2 separate regions of the Mus musculus genome follow, and region 1 is linked to region 2. The links are chromatin contacts, called in public Hi-C maps. All regions are on one chromosome and are shown on one strand. The core of a region is the stretch at or near the end of the contact, and the rest is flanking DNA. Distances in the headings are between cores, read along the strand shown. Region 1 has its middle 19 kb from the start of Gm51294. Region 2 overlaps Tmem132b (transmembrane protein 132B).

What was found. Hi-C and Micro-C count contacts between places; a contact is called where the count stands out from the background.
Region 1: a contact with region 2 is called in a Hi-C map of cerebral cortex, with 2.3 times the contacts expected there. The contact joins two enhancer-like sites. A contact is called at or near these places in 12 of 484 Hi-C or Micro-C datasets (astrocytes, brain, cerebral cortex and 6 more), 1 of 115 datasets of contacts at active chromatin or transcription factors (stem cell-derived neural progenitor cells) and 1 of 9 other capture datasets (embryonic stem cells).

What each region holds. Positions count from the first base shown.
Region 1 is chr5:125,798,902-125,801,601 of GRCm38.p6, forward strand. No RefSeq gene overlaps it. Among named protein-coding and RNA genes, the nearest start is that of Gm51294, 19 kb to the left of the region's middle. Within about 2 kb of position 1,375, at least 8 of the 459 cell types and tissues checked have an H3K27ac peak or open chromatin away from gene starts, as enhancers often do. A contact at or near this core is called in cerebral cortex, where this site is marked.
Region 2 is chr5:125,704,128-125,706,827 of GRCm38.p6, forward strand. The region is part of intron 4 of Tmem132b (transmembrane protein 132B); the gene reads left to right. Among named protein-coding and RNA genes, the nearest start is that of Gm32811, 58 kb to the right of the region's middle. Within about 2 kb of position 1,409, at least 41 of the 459 cell types and tissues checked have an H3K27ac peak or open chromatin away from gene starts, as enhancers often do. A contact at or near this core is called in cerebral cortex, where this site is marked.

The DNA.
Region 1 (2,700 bases), core at 125-2,624, 95 kb after region 2:
CTGTGACAATTAGTGTTGACCGTCTGGGAATTCTGAAGTGGCTTTTGTTATACTGACTGACTTGTTAGCAGAGACTGTGGGCATCGTTAAACCACACAGAGGTGGCTCTTGACTCACAGGTGTCGGACGTGGCATTTCTGCCTGTCCAGCCACCCTTTCATTGTACGCTTGTGTTTCTCTCCCACACCAAGCAGGCTTCGATGCAGGAATGTACTCCGTAATCTTGTTCTCCATAAAAGGATACTCAGTTCTGGTTCAAAAGTCAAACCATGGAGCCATGGAGCAACAATGAGGACGGATTCTTTTACGTATGCAAATGTATTCCGAGTGATACTTTGGATTTATAATTGTAAGATTATTACCAGCAGGTAATGAAATTAAGATTTAAATATCGTGCTCCATTTAAATGGCAGTTAAGCTTTTGGCTGGATCAGGAATCAGCACATTGTTGGGTAAATACTAATCGGGCTGTGATGACATCCCGTAATTAGTTAGGGCTTGGGGAAAAATAAGGTTTCCTTTGCTACCTGCCATTTTCGCTTGTGGCAACTTTGAGGCGGCAGGGAGAACTCTCTCAGTCTCAGAAGGGTTTCCATTAGAAGGAGTAGATTGCTCGAGCAGTTCTCCCGGCTCAGGGTGAGAGTCTAATTCTAGACCTGGGTAATTAGATCAACAGTTAGATCTAACTGCAGACAAACAATAGGATGGCGTTCAGGCTGATTAGCCACACAAAGCCATTATGTGGATCAATGAAAAGTAAGCATTTCTTTTCCTTAGCAGAAAATCCACACTGGAGCTGGGCTCCTGACTCTACAGGTGCTCTCTGAGCCACCTGCAGGTGCAGGATAGTATAAGATCTTTGCCCCAAGCCTACAATGAGGTACTCATCCCATCTCAGAGCCAGAAGGAACTGACGTTCGGAGATGTCTTTGTTCCAGCCCACGCGGCAAAGGGCAGGGCAGAGATCCACCTTCAGTATCTGACTCTTAAGACCTCCTCAGAGATGCTGCTGCAAATCCTCCCCCCCCGCCCCCCCTCCCCCCCTCCCAGCCATTGTTCCCAAAGCAAAAGCAAAGCAAAAGCTTAGGATCTCTAAGACTTGACTTCTCTTCCACTGTGCACAGAGAAAAACTTTTTCGATAAGAGTTGAGGTCTCTTCTAGGGTGCACAAGGAAAACCTTCCTCCAGTTCCTCCCACCAGCTCTGGGGTGGCGGGCGAGGGAGCAGGCAGAGTCCCTTCACCCTGACAGTTGCCAGGCTGTTCCAGGCTCAGTTCCCACCTTCCGGGTTTAGGGCAAGAGGAGGGGTGGAGAGACCCCTGCCTGGATCTTTGGAGATTGAAGAATGCACGGAGGGGCTCCGGGCCACGTGCGCCCTCTAGCGCCAGTCCGAGGGAAGATGTCTCTATGAGCCCACACCTGTGGGAGCTGCATCCGCCCCTGACCTGGGCACAGTCATGTCCCTCCAACTTGAGAGGGCCACTGGCTCTTTTGTAGCTCAGTGAGTTCTCAATAGGGCTCCTGGAAGAGGGTTTAGCTGCACAAGGCCCTGGATTTGGTCTCTCTGTGATATATATGTGTGTGTGTGTACTAGTATGTTTGAACGTGTGTTGTGCAGGCATGTGTGTATGTGTGACATGATGTCATGGATTTTCATTGCTTTCCCATCAGATTCTTTGCAGCAAGGTCTTTCAGTCAAACCCAGAGCTCATCGATATAACGCGTTCTGCTTGCCACTTTGCTCTCTGGATTCCCTAACTCTGCCTTCCCAGGCTTTAATTATAGGCAGCCTCCACACCCCCTCCTTTTACCCCCTCCCTTCATTTATGTGGGTTTCTGGGGGCAGGGTTGTACCTTGGTCTTTGTGCTTCCATGGAAAGTGCTTTAACTGTCGAGCCATCTCCTTGGCTTCTGTAGTGTATGTCACACGCTCATATTTAACTGAGCAAATGTTTTTAAATTGCAAAGGAATTTAAATTGCAAAGGCCTTAGCTACCCCAGGCCTGGGGAACATGGGTCTTGGTGCAGTTTGGGATGAAGGCAGTGGTCCTGAGCCTCATCAGTGTGTCTACACATCCACAGAGCTGGGTTGCATAAGGACAACTTCCTTTAAACATCCCATGTGCTTCCCCTGCTTCGTCTCCTTCCTTCTCCAGGTCTTTGTCTGCCTTCATGGCACATGGATGTAGTTATTTATTTATTTTTGGATCTGTTAAGAATCCATGAAAATTCTGTAAAGAAGTATAGGGCCCACAAATGAGTCTAAAATACAGTATTTTCTTCTCCATGTCTGGCTGATTTTGCTTAATGCAGTGGTCTCCAGTTGTATCCGTTTTCATACAAATGACATAATTCCATCCTTTCTATGGCCGAATAAAATTCCACTGTGTATGTGTGCCAGGTCTTACTTATTCGATGGTCTATCGATGGATGCTCAGGGTGATTCCACATCTTGGCTGCTGAGAATGGTGCTGCAGTAAGCGTGGTGTGCAGGTGTCCTCTGATGTGTTGCCTCTGAGTCTCTATGGACACAGTGTCCAAATGCTCATGCTGACTGCCATCCACCATGTGGCTCTGAGCCTGGGCTGTGTGCTGTCTCTTCTGAGGGGGCTTTGCATGAGATGAGATTGTGTGTGTGTGTGTGTGTGTGTGTGTGTGTGTGTGTGTGTGTGTACAGTGAATGGCTGTGTGCCCTCACATT
Region 2 (2,700 bases), core at 159-2,658:
CTTCATGTTAGGTAAATATACAGCCTTGGGGGTGTCACTGAGAGGACTGAGAAGAGACCTCAGGTGGGGAAGCCAGTGTGGAGCTGGTGCAATGGTCCAAAGAAGTGATTTTACCAAGGGCAGTGGCTGTGACAATTTACTCATTCATTTTTTCCATTCATTCATCCATCCACCTATCTGTCCATTCATCCATCCACCTGTCCATCCATCCATCTATCCATCCATTCACTCACTCCTATTTATCCATCCTCTAATACATCTATTCACGTATTCATCCATTCACCCACCCCTCTATCTATCCATCAGTTGAATGATATACTTATCCCTACAATGGACCATCTGCATCTCCATTGATTCCTTCCTTCCTCCAAAGATGCAGTCATCATTTTATCTGTAGATCCATCCACCCCCATATCCTTCCATCTGTCCATTGACCCACCCCCACCCATCTATCCATCTGTTCATTCATCCACTGATCTATCATCCTCCACTTATCTCTCCATAAATCCACCGATTGATACAGCTCTCCTTCCGTTGAACCATCATCCATCCCTCCATTGATTCATCTGATTTCCTTTATGAATCTGCCCGTTGATCCATCCATCCACCTATTATCCATTGTCCATCCAACTATAGGCCAACCCATCTATTGATCTTTCCATCAGCCCATTCATTTATCCATCTGCCCATCCATCCATTGGTCCATCCATCAATATCCCTCAGTCAGTTGATTGATCCATCCATTCACTCGCTCACCTCCATGTAGCAAACACTTGTACAGTATACGCTGTGCACTGAATTGATTGCTTTCTGATAAATAGAGAGAAACAGGAGCAGGTGGGAATTTTGAGGTGGATACAGTAGGTCTTGGAGACCATTCTGTCTAATGTCTTCAAATCTAGAAGATCAGCACAGTTGGTCCCAAGCTATAGAAGTCTCCCCCAGGGGCGTCACACACAGAGATGGTCACAGCCCTGGATGCTAACACCACCTTCTGTAGTAATTAGTGCTTTCTGCCTCCTTCATGGGTCAGAGATGCTAACAAATGTGCCCATTTCTCTTCTTGCCCTTCCTTTTAAACCTTCCTGAATGCGAACGCTCCCCCTTCCCCTCCACACTGTTCCCCTTTTGGGTTTTCCGTCCAGCTACTGAGCTTTGAGTATAGAGATTTGTTCCTGTGGGTGGCTTGGAGTTCAAGACAGCAACCCACCATTCAACTCCAGCCCTTAAAACTAAAAAGCCCCAACTCTGCACATGTAGATAAAAAACACATTATCTTTCAAAAAGGTTGAAATGAAAAAAAAATGAACACACTCAGTGAGTTTCTAGGCAACTGGAACCACGGGCTGAGCACAGGCTGCGAGGAGATAATCAGCCTCCCTTTCAGTCACGCTGGCTGAACGCTTCCAACACGGCCTGGGCACAAATGCCTCTTTCTTTCCAGTGGCGTTTGGGTGCTGGCAGTGCCAAGCACTGTCCCAGAGGATGGTGATGAATAAGGCAGGCAGGGTCCTGGCTCCTCAGCCTGACAGTTTACAGATTCAGATAGCTCTTCATTTCAGAAGTGAGGAGTGTCCAGGAGACTTGGATGAGCAAGCCGGAGACTGGGGACAGGCTGAGCAGTGCTGGAGGGACGGGGAAGGAGTCCTCCTAAGGCCTTAGCACTTGCTCTGAGAACTAGATGAAAATGAAAGAGGCAGCCATAACAACCTGTGGAGGAAGAACGTTCCAGACAGAGGGAACGGTACATGTCTTCAGGCAGAACTTAAGTAGGGCAATTTAAGTAGTCAGCTGCAATGCAGAGGGAAGCTGGAGAGTGCTAGGGACTGAGAGGTCATAAGAAGGTGGGATAGGTTGGCTGACATTGGCTCTCAGCTCAGGGGGCTTCTTTTTTTATCAGTTTTCTCTTGCTGCTGTAACCAATGACCTCCAGTAGAGTGGCTTTCACAATACGAACTGACCTCGAGGCTCTGGAAGTCAGAAATGGTCCTTACATAATAAGATCAAGGTCTTGTGGCAGGGCTGAGTGCTTTCTGGGAGGTTTTTTTTTTTTTTTTTTTTTTTTTTTTTTTTTTTTTTTTGGTGGGGGTGATGGGGTGGTGGTGGGAGTTGGGGGAGGCAGAAAGCCTCACCCAGGGTGTGCTTTCTAGCTCACACATTGCCAGCGTTCCCTTAGGTATAGACCCTTTTCACCTGAATGATAGGAGGTCAATTCCTTACCTCTGCAACCTGACTTAGTCACATCATCAATGATCCTTTCTGCATGTCCTGAGATGAAGGCATAGGCATCTTTGAAGGAGGAAAAAAAATTTTATCCTTTCAACTTCAGTGGCTTTGGACGGTCACCTCATTAGAGTCACTTAACAACCTACAGGAGACAAGGGTTGTAACACCCATGCTCTGAACTTGGGGCTTAGATATGCTACAGCCCAGTGCATGCCACCACTGACTGCAGGGAATGAGGTTCTGGGCACCAAGTCTTACAGGCTCCCATGGCATATGCAATCAGCCACACAGCGGTATGGGATACATTCTGTTTACCATATAATGGTATGGGCTGCACTCTGCCTACCAAGACAACAGCAGTTCACATTGTTTATTTTGACTCACCTTTCTGGAACCATGACATCCTAAGTCTTAGCTATTCTGCATGCTTCTTTCCTTAAACCACGCCTGCCTGAGACACTGCAGGAGACCATG